2 separate regions of the Mus musculus genome follow, and region 2 is linked to region 1. The links are chromatin contacts, called in public HiChIP or PLAC-seq maps. All regions are on one chromosome and are shown on one strand. The core of a region is the stretch at or near the end of the contact, and the rest is flanking DNA. Distances in the headings are between cores, read along the strand shown. Region 1 has its middle 9.1 kb from the start of Gm36257. Region 2 overlaps Micu1 (mitochondrial calcium uptake 1).

What was found. HiChIP or PLAC-seq counts read pairs in DNA pulled down with a chosen protein or histone mark.
Region 2: a contact with region 1 is called in a FOXA1 HiChIP or PLAC-seq map of pancreatic cancer cells. The contact joins two enhancer-like sites. A contact is called at or near these places in 1 of 15 datasets of contacts at CTCF or cohesin (the NIH/3T3 cell line) and 1 of 115 datasets of contacts at active chromatin or transcription factors (pancreatic cancer cells).

Annotation. Positions count from the first base shown.
Region 1 is chr10:59,239,747-59,242,662 of GRCm38.p6, reverse strand. No RefSeq gene overlaps it. Among named protein-coding and RNA genes, the nearest start is that of Gm36257, 9.1 kb to the left of the region's middle. Within about 2 kb of position 1,327, at least 92 of the 459 cell types and tissues checked have an H3K27ac peak or open chromatin away from gene starts, as enhancers often do. A contact at or near this core is called in pancreatic cancer cells, where this site is marked.
Region 2 is chr10:59,819,998-59,822,861 of GRCm38.p6, reverse strand. All of the region lies in intron 8 of Micu1 (mitochondrial calcium uptake 1), which reads right to left. Among named protein-coding and RNA genes, the nearest start is that of Gm23803, 3.6 kb to the right of the region's middle. Within about 2 kb of position 1,306, at least 28 of the 459 cell types and tissues checked have an H3K27ac peak or open chromatin away from gene starts, as enhancers often do. A contact at or near this core is called in pancreatic cancer cells, where this site is marked.

The DNA.
Region 1 (2,916 bases), core at 78-2,577:
AAGGTACTTAACCCCAGGCCCCTGAGAAGGTGAGGTAAGGTTTCACTCAACACAGCTCTCTTCTGTCATGACAATAAACAACTTAAAACCATGGACTGCCTCTTCTAATCCGAATCAGACATGCTGGAGCAATGGAGCAGGTCTTCCTTTAAAGAGCCCAGCAAGTAATCTCCCGCAGGAGGCCTCCCTGTACTCTCAGACACAGCTTCCATTGAGCCAAGCAGCCACTGAGCAAGCCAGAGACACTCTCATCCCGGTGGGACCAGCTGGAGTGCTCTCCTCCTCCCGCCCTCTTTTCTTTGGCCCCAGGCTAGAGCCTGCCCGCCTGCAGACCCCCCCCCCCCCACTCTGTTCTCAGCGCTTCTGTGACATCCAGAGGCTTCTGAGGTGCCCAGGAGTTTGAGAACCTGTCGTCTTTGGCCTCCGTGCAAGCCCCTGGGGACCCTAGTGGCGTCTGTGGTGCCTGAGAGTCTGAGCCAACTCTGGCAATTCCGTGGGGACCTCAGACTGTGCCTTACCACCCCCGGAGCGGAGTCCTGAGGCTTCTCACAGCGATGCCCGCCTAGCGTGGGGTGCACGCAGTCAAACTCCCTGCATCCACCTCTATGAGCAGCCCTAGCCCTGTGGCAGGCCAGGCGTGGGGCACCATTTTAACCCACATGAGTGCTGAGATTAAAGCTATCTGCCTGAGGGCCACAGTTCTTAAAAAAAAAATTAAATCTTTATCAGTGGTGGTGGTACACTCACAGCACTCAGAAGACAGCAGCAGAGGCAGGTGGATCTCTGAGTTCAAGGCCAGTCTGGTATTCAGAGCAAGTTCCCCAGGACAGCCAGGGCAGAGAAACCCTGTCTCAAAAACCAAACCAAACCAAATCAACCAACCAACCAACTAGCCAACCAACCAACTAGCCAACCAACCATCTTCATTATGTTAGACATGGCATCTGACTTTAATCTCAGTTCTCCTGTGGCAGAGGCAGGTAGATCTCTGGATTCAAAGCCAGACTGGTCTACAGAATGAGTTCCAGGAGAGCCAGGGCTATAAAACAGAAAGACCCTGTTTCAAAAAAAGGTGACTTGGTTGAAGTCCTGGAAGCAGTATTTATCCTGTGCTTAGTAACTATGCCAGCTCACAGCTCATGACTCAGGACACCATTGCACAGCTGGGTGGAGCAAGGGAGTTGCCAGAGCAGTGTCCTACCAAACGGCCATGTGACAGATTAATGAATCAGTGTTTACATGTTCCCCAACCACCTTGTCTCCCTTGCAGTCCTTACAGCTGTCCTTCCTGTAGGTCCAGGTATCTGAGCCAACTTGTTCTAGTGCTTGTTCCCTGATCCTGTCCCTCCCACCTGGCCAAGTTCCAAAATCTCTCTTCAAAGTCCACCTCCCACACAGTGGCAGCCAGTAGCATTACACAGCTCTCTTGTTGGTGAGTCTGAATACCGTCTTTGTATTTCAGATCTCACTCCCTAATAACTTGTGGGCTCCTGGAGACCGGAGTAGGTAGTATTCAACAGTGGTATTATGTTCAGATCCTTGCTTCACACCCTCTGAGGATGGCTGTATGATAGGACATTGTCACAGGCATGGATCTGAATCCCAGGCCACCTACTGAAGCATTTAGGTTCTTGAGTGCCACAGCAAAGAATTAGATCAAGGACAGGTGATTAGAAACAGAAACAGGCTGGGCGGTGGCGCACGCCTTTAATCCCAGCACTTGGGAGGCAGAGGCAGGCAAATTTCTGAGTTCGAGGACAGCCTGGTCTACAGAGTGAGTTCCAGGACAGCCAAGGCTATACAGAGAAACCCTGTCTCAAAAAACAAACAAACAAAGAAACAGAAATAGTTTGTCAAGAAAGGGAAAATACTCCCAGCACCGAGAGGTAGAGGCGAGTGGATTGCTGTGAGTTTGAGGACAGCCTGGTTTACAGGACTAGTTATAGGGCAGCCAGGGCCACACAAGGAAACTCAGGAAGGAAGCAAGGAATGAAGGAAGGAAGGAAAGAAAAACACACCTCATAATGAAAGTAAACTAACAAATAAGGGTAACGCTCCCCAAAAGCATGTGGCTACAAGCCATGTGACCCTATGTAGGACATTTGTATAGGATTCACCTCACTCATGTTTATATATTTTGGGCTTTTCTGGAGAATGTTCTTTTTGTTGTATGAGAACAAGATAGGGAAGGGCTTTCAGTATTTCTCTGCCTCTGGCTTGCTTATTTATTTGTTTAATTTATTTATTTACTATGAGTCCTCTGTCTTCACACACACCAGAAGAGGGCATCAGATCCCATTGCAGATGGTTGTGAGCCACCATGCAGGTGGTGAGAATTGAACTCAGGACCTCTGGAAGACCTCTTGGCCACTGAACCATTCCTCAAACCCCACCATTGGCTTCTTTAATACATTACTCACGGGTGTAACTTACATCTGGTTTCCTACTACAATCCAACCCCATCCCCAAAGTCTTTGGGGAGAGTGGAGAGATGATGATCTTGCTTAAACCTTGTATTTTAAGATTACAAAACTATGACCTACCTTTAGGATATGTAACAATTTCAAACTCAAACTCCACGTAATTCAAGGATTCCAAACAACTCTTCTTATGGAAAATCCAACACCTGGTGTCTGTATCCAACAGATAAAATAGGGACAGTCTTGTGGTCCCTTTTAGGTAGGGACTATGAGTCTCACCAGCAGAGCAGTACATATAGACTATTGACTGATTGTTGTCATGCTCCTGCATCTCAAGGTAGAGAGGATGGTGGGTGACTATAAGGAATCATTTGTACCTACTGTCAATCAATTATAGAGGTGGGGCTAAAAATAACCAAAGATAATTTGGCTTGGAATCTGTAACATTCCAATTCTCCATAGTCAAAGAAAGGCTACAAATCATTCAATCAACTGT
Region 2 (2,864 bases), core at 57-2,556, 580 kb before region 1:
TCTTTTGGAAGGACAGATAATATACATTTAGCTATATGATACCTATCTATCTATCTATCTATCTATCTATCTATCTATCTATCTATCTATCTATCTACCCGAGGAAGATGAAAAGCTAGGGAGAAAAAAATACATGTTTTATTACAAGTGCCAAAAAATGAGGCTAAAACGAGTAGAAGGAGAGAGAAATCAGTGTCTGAGAGTGTGTCACTGCTCAGCAAAGGCTTTGGAGGGCGCTGCACTCTGGGATGAGGAAAGCCCGTGTGCTCCTCTGTACAGTTACAACCTCTGCAAATCCCTCCCTATATCCGTGTTTCAGAATGACAGGCTTCCCCAGGCCTTTCCTAGCTTCTGAACCGCACAGAGCCACACTGCACAGTGACCTCAGGCCACTTAGCCAGACACATCTGTGCTCTTCAGTGGGACAGAACGGCAGGGCCTCTGTGCCATTGTTCTTTCTGTCTGGAGTTTCATACCACTAGTTCATGAAAAGGAAAAAGGCTTACAGGCACCATTCTCTATGGGAGCCCTCCTCTTAAGGGAATCGTGACGTATTTTAAAGTTTGAGTTGAAATCTGTTTATGTAATGGACGGGCGTCTCTCAACACAAGAGGAATCTTTACTGTCTGGTGCAGGTTGTCTCCTGGCAAGTGGAGAAAGAAGGTCTACAGTCTGGAATGCGGGCACCACAGCTCACTGCTCAGCAAGGGCTAACAGGATGATCCCAGTCGCCATGACATTACAGAGTATTAGCTAAACTGCTACACTTCTCTGGGTTTTGTGGTGCTGGGTCCTTGTGCATGCTGGGAAATTATTTTACTTCTGCATGATATGCCTGGCCTAAACTAAACTATATTTTTCAATTCCAAATCTTAAGACTTCTTACATTTTAAAAGACTGGTTAAGCTGGAGCCAGGTGGCAAACACCTTTAACACCTTTAATTCCAGCACTCAAGGCTGGGCGTGGTGGCTCATGCCTTTGTCCCAGTGCTGAGGAGGCAGACCTCTGAAGTGGAGGCCAGCCTGGTTCACACAGTGCTCCAGGGTAAACCTTGCTTGTCTTCTGTGGCTGTTTTGTTGGGCCTGGGAAATGTGGTACGCTCCTACAGTCCTCACTACATGGAAGGTTGAGGAGGGAAGATCACTGAGCCTGTGGATTTAAGACCTGCCCCAGTGGATTGTTGAGATCTGACCCGCCCCGCCCCGCCCCGCCCACTCCCCACCTCCCACCCCCACAGTATAGCTGTAGCCATTTTGTCCCATGCCTGCCACCAGCTATTTCATACTGTTGCTGTAACATGCCTGCCAGTTGCTGACACAGAGAAGTGACCTGACTCAGAGCAGGGTCATGCTGACCACATGCCCTGTTATGTTCTGTATGAGGGTTGTTAATCTTAGGAAATTCCACAAAGCTTTATGTAGGACTCATCAAGTTAAAGGTCAATATGAACTGTTCTGTCTAAAATGGCTTGAGTCAGAGCTGACCACTGGGCAGCACTTCTCGCACCTGTCTATGAGCTCATTGTGTTATTATTATTGTTGTTGTCATTATTATTATTATTTATAAGCTGACAGAAAAAGATGTCTGTTGTCATAGTTTAGATAATTCTGAGTTATGACCCTGGTCTGACCGGTATTAAGGTATGCAGTCAAGAAACTACTCTTGCTTAATTGAGATTGGTATTCCTATTGATTTGTGTGGCGACTCTGGACCCTAACACAATTAGAAGGATGGAAACTGGGACTGTGACCAAATCAGCTGACTGAATCATGAGTCAAAATCATTAGTCAGACCAAGAAGGGGTCTAACTGTCGGTCTGAGAGTCCCACGTGGTATGCAGACATACATGCAGGCAAAACACCCATACATATGAAAATAGGGACAGTGATATTAATATAAGATAAAAATGTTTGCCCTTTGTTAAAGGACGGTAAATTTTTCTGCTCAGTTGGACTATCTTTTAACTTTGTTTAGGTCTATTTTATGTATGGAAATCTTCATTATAGCTAGATATGTAGGTAAAAAAAAAACTGGTTATGCCTAAGAACTCTTTCCTGGTAAGGTAAGAAACTAAATATTCACCTGTACTTTCTTTATTTTCCTTTGTTTGAGACCAAGTCTGACTATAATGCCCAAAGTTCCCTTTCATAGACCAGGCTGGCCATGACCTTTTTATCCTCTTTCCTCACACCTGGAATGCAGGGATTACAGCTGTTACCTACTAGGCCTCACTCATGGTTTCTGTATTTTGAACAGGGAAGCATCACCTCAAATACTAAAAGACACTTAACGGTGGAGTTTAATGGTGGAGTTTAACGGCAGTGATCAGCTCCCTGAACTGAAGAGCAGATCACGGTCTACAGCTCTGATGCCGAATTTGGAACCTGAGGGAAGCAGACGGACTTTCAAGCTAACTTTGGCTCCTGGTGAGTTCCAGGGCAGCTTGGACTACATAGAAAGAACCTGTCCTAAAGAAAAAAACCAAAAAAAGAAAACCAAAAAACCCCCCAAACAAAACTACACGAGGGGAAGAAAGGCTGGTGGTGTGCTCAGGTGATGTGGTAATGTTGCTGAGCATGCACGACACCCACGCCCCCTTCGGCTCTATAAACCGGATCTGATAGTATATGTCCCAGCACACAGGGAGGTACAGACAGGAGGGTAAGGCATTAAAGGTTATCCTTGGCTACGCAACAAAGGTCATTCTGAGCTCAATGAGATGCTGTCTTAAGTTAAAAAGAAAATATAAAAAAGCAGATTAACAGTGCCGGTTTTTAAATTTTTGCTGAGCCCCACATCCACCCCCCTTTGAACACAGGGTCTCACTGTGTAGCTCTGGCTGTCCTGGAACTCACTCTGTAGA